3 separate regions of the Mus musculus genome follow, and all the other regions are linked to region 1. The links are chromatin contacts, called in public Hi-C and promoter capture Hi-C maps. All regions are on one chromosome and are shown on one strand. The core of a region is the stretch at or near the end of the contact, and the rest is flanking DNA. Distances in the headings are between cores, read along the strand shown.

The links. Promoter capture Hi-C pulls out the DNA fragments that hold promoters and counts their contacts. A called contact is a pair of places that touch in the nucleus more often than the background predicts.
Region 2: a promoter capture Hi-C map of pre-B cells shows a contact between it and region 1. The contact joins the promoter of Fktn here to the promoter of Rnf20 in region 1. A contact is called at or near these places in 1 of 39 promoter capture datasets (pre-B cells) and 1 of 484 Hi-C or Micro-C datasets (CD4 T cells).
Region 3: a Hi-C map of regulatory T cells shows a contact between it and region 1, with 5 times the contacts expected there. The contact joins the promoter of Slc44a1 here to the promoter of Rnf20 in region 1. A contact is called at or near these places in 1 of 39 promoter capture datasets (cranial neural crest) and 2 of 484 Hi-C or Micro-C datasets (CD4 T cells and regulatory T cells).

What each region holds. Positions count from the first base shown.
Region 1 is chr4:49,630,504-49,633,708 of GRCm38.p6, forward strand. Rnf20 (ring finger protein 20) reads left to right here and starts at 1,557. Exons shown (of 21, transcript NM_182999.2): 1 at 1,557-1,708; 2 at 1,862-2,009; 3 at 2,751-2,907. The coding sequence starts at 2,779. It overlaps Gm45952 (predicted gene, 45952), which reads right to left and starts at 1,449. Exons shown (of 2, transcript NR_168526.1): 1 at 1,352-1,449; 2 at 155-360.
Region 2 is chr4:53,712,397-53,715,601 of GRCm38.p6, forward strand. Fktn (fukutin) reads left to right here and starts at 1,758. Exons shown (of 10, transcript NM_139309.5): 1 at 1,758-1,799.
Region 3 is chr4:53,438,872-53,442,076 of GRCm38.p6, forward strand. It overlaps Slc44a1 (solute carrier family 44, member 1), which reads left to right and starts at 1,545. Exons shown (of 16, transcript NM_001374697.1): 1 at 1,545-1,845. The coding sequence starts at 1,813.

The DNA.
Region 1 (3,205 bases), core at 307-2,806:
TTACATGTATTTTTTAAAAAGGGTATAGCAGCCATTCTTACATCCCTGTGCCTTTATCTGCTGTCATTGGTTAATTTGCCACAATTTCAGAAGCCACACTGCTTTTCAAGGGCAGATTAGATCGATTGCCTTTTTATCATTAAAATGCATTTAGTAAAATTGAATGATGTAGTTTATTTCTAACGTAAAAAAAATATCAACGCTCAATAAATTTTAAACATCCTGGTACTGGCCTGGCAAGATGGTTTAGTGGGTAAAGGTGCTTGTCACCCCGAGTTCAGCCCTTGAGACCCGAGCCTTCGAAGTACGACCTAGCTCCAAAAGTTGTCCTCTGAGCTTTACATGTGGGCACTCGAACACCTATGCACACATTAAAAAAAAATCATATTAAGACGGGTACTGAGATTACAGACTAATTGACTTGTTCTTAATTAACACCCTCCTCCCCCCCCCCGACCCCCCCCCCCCCATCCCCAGTGTCTCTGGTCAGTATCTTATCCTCTCCAAACACTAAAGCAGTAGTTTCCAAACCTGTGATGAGAATCCATAGGGGGAAGATGGGATGGGATGAAGGTGGCTTTATTTTTTTTTTTATTTTTTATTTTTGGTTTTTGAGACAGGGTTTCTCTGCGTAGCTCTGGCTGTCCTGGAACTCACTCTGTAGACTATGCTGGCCTTGAACTCAGAAATCTGCCTGCCTCTGCCTCCCAAGTGCTGGGATTAAAGGCATGCGCCACCACCGCCCGGCGAAGGTGACTTTTTAACCCTACAAGAGACTAAAGTTCTCCAGCTGAGTGTCATTTGCAGGTAGTGCTAAATAGAGACCCCGCTTATTTATTTTGGCCTTCCCAGACAGGAGTTTCTCTGTGTAGTATTTATTTATTTTGAGGCAGGGTTTCTATGCATAGTATGTATGTATTTATGTGCTTATTTATTTTGGTTTTTCAAGACATGGTTTCTCTGTGTAGCTCCGGCTGTACGAGAACTCGCTTTGTAGACCAGGCTAGCCTTGAACTCAGAGGAATCAGCCCGCTTCTACCTCCTGAGTGCTGGGATTAAAGGCGAGTGCTACCATCGCCGTGCTGGAATCCCCTTTAAGGAAACTACACAGAACTAGAAATCGGTCAAATTCCTTGAGTTTTACGCAGGCTATTTCATCTCTTTAAAGAGTGCTCCACCCACACCTCAGGTAAGGGCGCTTGCCCTTTGGGAGATGGACAGGACCATCAACCAATTAGCAGCTTGGATGAGATAGGACCGCCCCCCCAACACAAAACATAAACAAAACGCTTTCCGTCAGTAATAATAATGGACCTTAAAAAAAAGAAAACAAAAAACAAAAAAACCGTACACAATGCTTCGCGTTGAAGAGACCGGTCACTTTGGGACTGGAGTCTGAAACAGTCCCCGCCCATCCCAACACAGAGGCGGCAGCGCACACGCAGAACTGACTGCGCCCCCTCCTCACGCGTCACTTCCGCCTGGCGGTCTCCCACACGTCACTTCCGCCCTCTCCTCGCCGTGCCTCGGGTAAAGTTGAAGCAACTTCCTTTTCCTTTTCCCTACTTCCTCTCCGTGCCTCCGCCTCCGTGGAGCTCAGTCCCTCTCGCAGCGGATCCCAAGTGAATCCCTTGGAGTCCCTCTCGGGCCTTCGTGAAGAAGCGCTGGGAGCCGCGCGCTCCCTGCGGCGGGAGTTGCCAGAGCCCAGGTTTGCTCTGTCGTCTGCTGCTCCCGGGCCGTGAGCGGCGAGGACTCTCGGGTCCCATCTTCCCGGCCTGTAGTTAGCCACGCCGGAGCCAGCGGCCAGCGCTCTCCAGTCAAGCTGCGCTCTCTCCTCAGCTCCCGTCTCCTCTCTTTGCAGGCGAGGTCCAACCCAGATTGCTGCTTGCCATTGACGCCTCGTCCCGGAGTTTGGATCGGAAGCCGGCTGGATGTAGACCCCTGATGGCCGCGGTGCTCGCCATCTAGCATCCATTCCACCTCCTTGTGAGTTTCGGAACCAGAGTCAGGTAGGAAATACTGAAAGAGCATCCCGTCTGAACAGATAAAGAAACGGGGATTGTTGGCAGGTTCGGTCTCTAAAGGCAGCCCGGCTCCCCAAAGGAAGCGCTGGGGTGCTCACCTACGTCTGACATCTGGAGAACTAACTGCTCAGGGAGCGTTTACAAGGCTCTGCAAAGAGAACGCTTGCATTTCTGGGTGCTTAGTGTTCATCTGACATTATGCTAAGTTGTTTCTATAACTATGCCATCCATTTGTTGCAGTAAGTCTAGCAACATGTTGTTGTCCTTCGTTTAGGAAACCGAGATTCAGAGATAACTGACTTGTATAGGATTAATGACTTAGCTAATGTTTCCCACGTCTCTTGCCCCAAGTCTCCTAATACTTTAACCTTAACCTCTGTCATAAATAAACTCTCCTTCTTTTAGTTTTTTGTTTTTGGCATCTCAGGAAGTGAGAATCCTGAAATTTATTCATAGCTTCTCTATTATTTGAGTAGAATTTTATTTGTTATTAGCATCTTGTGTAGAAATTTATAATCCTGTCAATCCCATTCCTCAACAGTTCCCCTCCCCCTTCTCTCTTGATTTAGGGTTGATGGGTTTTGTCGTAGAATTATTTGATTTAGGTTAAAGAGTTGGCCTGAAAAAAATTACTAGTTTTTATATACAGGTACTTTATATTGTGGCATGTCTGCTTATCTTGATTCAGTTCATGTTTTCTATTTTTGTTTCTGTTTTTTCATTCAGAAAAATATAACTGTCATCTTATACCAAGATGTCAGGAATTGGAAATAAAAGAGCAGCTGGAGAGCCGGGCACATCTATGCCTCCAGAGAAGAAGACAGCTGTTGAAGATTCAGGGACCACCGTGGAAACAATTAAGTTAGGAGGTGTCTCTTCAACGGTACGAGAAAACGAGGCTGCAAAAGTGTGCTTGGCTTCTGTCAGTTGTTCCTGAAAGTAGAAATTTATGGAAGCTTCTTGAATTAAGAGATAAGCATTAGCAAAGAAGAGGGAAATAGATGAATTGATGTGGTGGTCAGTTCTTGAAGTGAGGTGTATTAATTTATGTTTGATCTGTATTTGCAAGCTGTGGTGTTTATTTTATTTTATTTTATTGAGAGTCTGACTACAGTAGTCTTTGCTATAGTTAATTGGCACTTTTCCCTTACTGAAAAATAGGTGCCGTGTTCTGAGAGGCA
Region 2 (3,205 bases), core at 508-3,007, 4.1 Mb after region 1:
AAGTTAAGGAAATAAGCATTCCCTTTGGCTCAGAGTTGGGGAGGTTAAAGTCTACCATGGGAGGGGGGACATGGCAGCAGGGGCAGGTGGCTGAGTCTACTCACATCTGGATGGACTGGACCAAGAAGCAGAGAGCATACTGAAAGGGGAGCTGGGCTGTAATCCTTAATGTCTGACCTCTCTAATGGCCCACTTCCTCCAGGGTGTCAGAATCCTACCCCTCCAAGGTTCTAAAACTGCCTGGAGACAAGGGATTCCAACAGAAGCGTCTGGGGAGCATTTCACATTCAACCCATCAACAAGGACCATCGATGTCAGCGTGCTTACCTGGTTATTGTCCAACTTCCGGTGTAAGCAGGGCTTTTACTTTGTAAGTTTATATTAAAAAGAATAAGGTTACTTGCAAGTAGAGGAAAATTTAGAAGTAAGTTTCAAAAAAAATTGCTGACAAGTTAAATCTAGGATAACCAAAAGGATTGTCAATTTTCTTTGAAGGGTGCTAAATCCCTTCCTCTAAATCCCAGTCCACTTTATAGAAACAGAAACTTGATAATGTAGATGGCACATTATGACTGTGCTTATATAGGGAAAACAGTGAGATCTAAACTTAAACTTAGCTCAAATCAGAAAACTGGCTAGAAAGCTGGCTAGTCCTCTGCCTCCTGCAAGGTTTATGCAGGATAATATTTACTATGCACTTGAAATCTATTCACTTCTAAAACCCGGGAAGTTTTTTTTTTTCCTCCTTATAATTTCCAGACATAGTTGAGCATAATAAGCATTCCTAATATCTTTTAAAATATCACCTCTTAGTACTCCAATAGGCATCAATTATATTGTGTGCATGTGTGCATGTGTGTGTGCGTGCGTGCATGTGCGTTTGCATGTGTTTAAAGACAAGAGCTCACTCTAGATCCTCTTGCCTTGGCCCCCCAAATACTTGAATTGTAGGCATGTCAGACAATAGAAATTTTTGATACAGCCACATTCCATCACAACTTTTTGAAAAATTCTGTTTTAAGACAAGCATGGCGATGCACACTTGTTATCTCAGCACTTGAGATGTGGAAGATGTGTAGGATCAGTTGAACACCATATTGGCTGAGTAGAATTTAAGGCCAGTCTGAGCTAAATGATATAGAACGGGGTGCGTAGGTAAATTATTTCATTTTTTTCTATACGCCGTTAGTAATTTTCGTAGAAAGAACGTAAAATTACAATAATTTCTTTAGTGCTTTTTAATTTTCAAAAATTCCTATCAAAATCCACATCTGCTCCTTGCCAATAACTCTTTAAATGGCTCTGCTAAAAGCAAAGATGCTAGGTGCCAGGCCCAGAAGCATCTATATTTCTTTCAAGCCCCAAACTGGAAGATCGCATCTTCTAGACCTGGATGTCAAGTAGGCACCTCAACTTCATGAGTACTTGCATCACTACATAGTGCTCTTCCCCATTCTGTCCCCAATAGCAGAATGTAGAGAGAGGAGAAGGGGGAGGAGGGAGGGAGGGAGGGAGGGAGGGAGAAAAAGAATCGTTATCCACCCTAGGTTTGCACTTTCTGCGCTCTGTCTGATGAGCCGTACACTACGGGGGACAGTTCTGTTTTTTCTCTAAACTCCAGGCAGCCTCAGGGCACTGCCGGAGGGACGGCTGATTGCAGATTTCTGATGGCCAAATAGGCCACACTAATAGGAGCGCTCGGAGAACAAAGCAACAGCCAGCGTACGCCGCTGCGCGCTTGACCGCTTCTTTGCGACAGTTGCCGTAAAGCGAGGCCTCCGCCGCAGCTCTAGAGTTAGGTAAGATGAGGGCACCGGGGCCGGGTAGCCGAGCCTGGGCGTGGGCGGGTTCCTTCAGGCACTGTCGCTGGTCTACTGGTATACCCTGAGTAGCGGTCGTCCACCTTTGGGGTACCCTCCCTACGGCGGCGGGGAGGAGTCCGAGGTCGGCCGCAGTCCGTGCACGAGCTTGCTGCCGCCGTCCCCGCTGTCCCGGCGACAGATCGTTCCCACACGCCCATGCTGTCCGTTGATCGTCCTGACCCGCGAGGGTTCGATTTTGGAGGTTCATGGAGACGCTTAAGAGGCCGGGCTGGGACAGTGACGCTTGAGCTGGTTGGCGAGAGCGGACGATGCGGGGAGACCGATCAGGTGTGAGGACCAATGCATGCCAAGGTGGCTCCGCCGGGGAGGAACTGATGCAGCCTGCTGCTGCTCTGAGTGCATCCGACGCCGTGGCATGAACTTACAGGGAAAGGAAGGGGGTTGGCAGGGCAGCCGCCCAGGGAGGGTTCCACCTGAGAAGGACTTTGATGCTGCGCCAAAGCCAAGTTCTGTGTACAGCAAGCAGCCTGCTGCAACTGCTTCGAAGAGAGGTGGTGGTTGGCTTACCAGTCGCTTTCCTCTCTTCTTAGACTCCTCAGTAGTCATTCTTAGTTCGTTTGAAGGAGTGCTCACTATGCTTAATAGTATGATGACGATGGTAATAATAATAAGTAACAATAATAATGATAAGGTGGGCGCGGTTAGCGATGCGAGATAACTGCATGTAGGAACGTTCCTGTCTTCCGTTTACATTATCAGTTGGGGAATATCGGGAAAGATTTGATAAAAATGGGGCCGGGTAGTTAAAAGCTTTAGATAAAAGTCGTCCAGAGAACTGAATTCAGATTTCATCACGATCGCCAATTTCTCAGGTAGTACAAGGCAAGCCGCTTTCTTGTATGTCTCAAGCTTTCTCGGCTATAAAGAATGATATTCCAGTCTTTCTAGTTTGAAGATTTCCATTAAGTAAAAGTCAGCCTGTGAGCCAACCATGGTAACACACACCTGTAATACCAGCACTTTGGAGGCCAAGACAAAAAAAAAAAAAAGCACTAGGAAACAGAGCTGCATAATGATCGACAGACCAGCCTTGGGTAAATGCTCTCAACCAAGCAGTTAGTCACTTGCCTCTTGAGGGAAAGGCTTTACTCACTGTCTTAGTTAGAGCTAATACTACAGTGGTGAAATACCATGACCAAAAGTGACTGGGGAAGAAAGGGTTTGGTTTGCTAAGTTTTAGATTACAGTTTATCATCCAAAGCACTGAGGGCAGCAACCTGGAGCAGGAGCTGATGCAGTGACCATGGAGGGATGCTGTTTACCTGCTCTCATGGTTTGTTTGGCCTGCTTTCTTGTAGAACCCAGGACCACCAGCCCAGGAA
Region 3 (3,205 bases), core at 295-2,794, 3.8 Mb after region 1:
GGTTACCCGTAGGGAAAGAAGCCTTGGAAGTCACTCATCCTGTGCCTAGGAAAGAGCCTCAGGTCAAACTGCAGAAAAGTCAAGGATCTGAAGAAGTTGTTGTTGAGTGCTTATTCACTGACCTGTCCACTGCCTACCCACATTATTTAATCTTACACTTTGCAGCCATCCCTGCTATCAGGACTTCACAGAGGATCATGAGGTTTGGAGGAACAAGCCATCCAGGAAATGGTAATGCAAAACACCAACTAGGGAATTTTCTGTGTGTGAGTTTGTCTCCATTCCATACCCCTCCCACCCACACCCATTCCCCACCCTCTTGTTTAGATTTCTCCTTTCCTTGCTCCTCTAGTCAACTTCCCCTTTGAGTTTGAGTCACCTTGAAATCTGCCTTTTATGGACAAGTCAGCATTTCTGGGGTCTCACTCTGGTATCTTTGCAAACCTTTTGATCCCAGTCTTTGCAACACCTTGACAATATGAAACAAGACCGGAATGTTTATATGAGTGTTAGATACATGCGCGTTTCGGTGATAGTTAATCATGACCTTGTTTACTCTCGCCATTTTTAAACTGCTCTCGCTTCACTGTATCTGTAATGACTTCCCTAACATTGGAAATTTCTTAAAGGTTGTGCATGTCTAACTTGTTGCTACCCCCAACGCATATTAATACAGGTTTCGTTTTTTTTAATAAGAGAGTAGCAACTTTGCCTTTTATCGCCTGTTTAATCTTAGTGCCATAAATTTCTAGACTGTAATATAGTGAGTGCCTCGGTAAATATTTTAAAGATGAATTGGTGCGTGTGTTTATGTGTGTGCCCGCGCTACCATGTGTAAGAAAGTTTAGTGAAGAACCAACATGGCTTTGACTTGAGGGCCTGGAGTACTACCTTCCCCTCCCATTTCTGGCTCTTTTACTACAATTTCCAGTTGGGTGCTCTCACTGTCGTCGGCCTCCTTCAAGGCTTAGTGTCCACATCAGCAAAATGGGGCCAGGAGCAACAGATGATATTTTTCCACTTCCATCACCCATTCCTTCTCCATGGGAGGTTTTGCAAATACTCTCTCTTCTGGGTAACATAAACAGCCGCCAGAGCCCTAAAAAAAGCTCCGGGTCAGTGACCTCAGAGGCGCTCCCACCCGGGAGAAGGAGCGACCCCCGGTGACCTCCCCGTGCCTCGCGCGTACAGAAGCAAGTCGGCCGCCTTCCCTCTGCGAGCCCGCCGGGTCCACGGGCGCCTCGGCCTCAGACGCCCTCTCGCCGCCCCGAGGCAGAGCTCGGCCTCGGTGCCACCGCGAAATGGGCCCGGCGCCGCGCAGACTCCTGCGCGCGCCCAAGGGCCCGGCCTCGTTCTGGGCTGCCGTCGTCCCCGCCGTCCGCGCCGCGCGGCGCTGCACTGGGGGCGGGGAGTCTGATGGGAGACGCGCGCGGCGCCGAGGAGGAGGCGGCTGCAGCCCGGGAGAGGGAGCGGGAGCGGGACTGGGAGCGGGTGGTGGGAGGCGGGGGCCAGGGGGAGGGGCTGCCGCCGCCGCCCGCCCCTTTCCGCTGGGGAGCAGCTGCAGCAGCAGGAGCGGAGCCGGAGCCGCGCAGCCGCCGCCGCCGCCGCTGCCGCCGCCGGGGGATGTGGCCGGCGCCTGCCCCGGACCGCGCAGCCTCCTGAGTTCTTGCCGCTGTCGCCGTCGCCGCCGTCGCTGCCGAGTCGTGCGGGGCCAGGCCGCGCCCTCCCCGGGCGCCCGCCGGCTCGCATGCCGAGGGGCTCCGGGGCGTAGCTGCGCGCCCGGCGCCGCCTCCGGGCTCCTCCGGCCCCGCCATGGGCTGCTGCAGCTCCGCCTCCGCCGCGCAGGTGAGGGGCTCCCGCCTCCCGGCCGCCCGCCCGGATGCCACCCCGCGCTGTGAGCGCCTGCCGAGCCGTGCCCTTCGCTCCCCTGCCGTGCCCTGCGCCCCTCCGGTCCCCGCCGACCTCGGCGCTTCGTGCCTGGTCCCCCAATGCCCGCTGCGCTCCCTCCCCCGCTTTCGCACCTGAGCAGCCCGTCCCGCCCGTCTGCAGGTAGAGGCGCCCCGGGCGCCCGCTCTGCCCCGGGGAGGCATACGCTTCCCTCTCCTTGGGGCCCGCCAGCCTGCTCTCCACCTCCGCCGAGCCCCCCCGCCACCCACAGACTGTTTTCCGTGTCCCCAGAAGGTGTACCCCAGCTTGGGCTCTTCACCTCTCTTCCACCTTATTCTAGTTTCGGATCCATTTAATAAGCTGCCCATTTCCCCTGGTCTGCGGGCCCCCTTGGCCGGGATCAGGTGCTTCACTGGGTCCCGGTGCCCTTCCAGGGCCCATTTCACAGATCCCACCCGCTCGTTCCCCATCCCATCCCCCCTCTGTGCCTTGACCCTGAGCACCGCGGCCTCTCGGCGCACCGAGGCCCCTGCGGGAGCGGGGGGACTGGGCTGGGAAGGAGATTGGGCACCTGGTGGGTGACGGGAGCGTTACGGAAACTCCCTCTTTGTTGCCAGTGTAACAGGAGGAAGAGGTGCCGAATTTAGTTTTTCTGTGGGCACTGGCTGGATGTTGTCGCTGAGGGCTGAGATGCAGAGATTTCTCTCAGCTGCCACCCTGCCCCCATCCAAATTTCGCTAGCCGCCTTCTCTTTCCGATCAGAGCCTTTAACCTGGGTGGAAATGTTTGGACAACTGTGTAAGGATCAGATGTAATAGAACTTGACTGCTGGCCACTAATAACTGAGAGGACCTGTTTGTAAATTATCTAATTTAGTGGATTAGTGAGTGTATTTACAAATACGATAAAAAGCAATCAGGAATACTGCATCAAACTGTCTGGTGGTGGTGTATGAAAAATAGGCTCTGACAACGCCTGGGATGTTTCTCCACAGTTTCATTAGCGTAGAATTTAACAGTAGTCTGTGATTTGTTTGTTTGGTGGTGGTGATGGGGAGAAGTATGCGCTTGCTTCTAGAAATAAAGGCTGGTTGGTTCTTGGCGAAGAAAAAAAAATGCTAGTTTTTTGGGGAAAAAAATTCCTCTAGAGATGTAGCATCTGTGACACAGAAGTGCTTGGTGCTAAGTGACTATATATAACTCAGGTTTAAATAACCTGCATACTTGCTCTGAAAAATCTGAGATCTGTCACAGAAACAACTAGGATTGGAGATGAGTGGAGGACATTTATGGCTTTATTGAGCATTGATCCTGTTTGT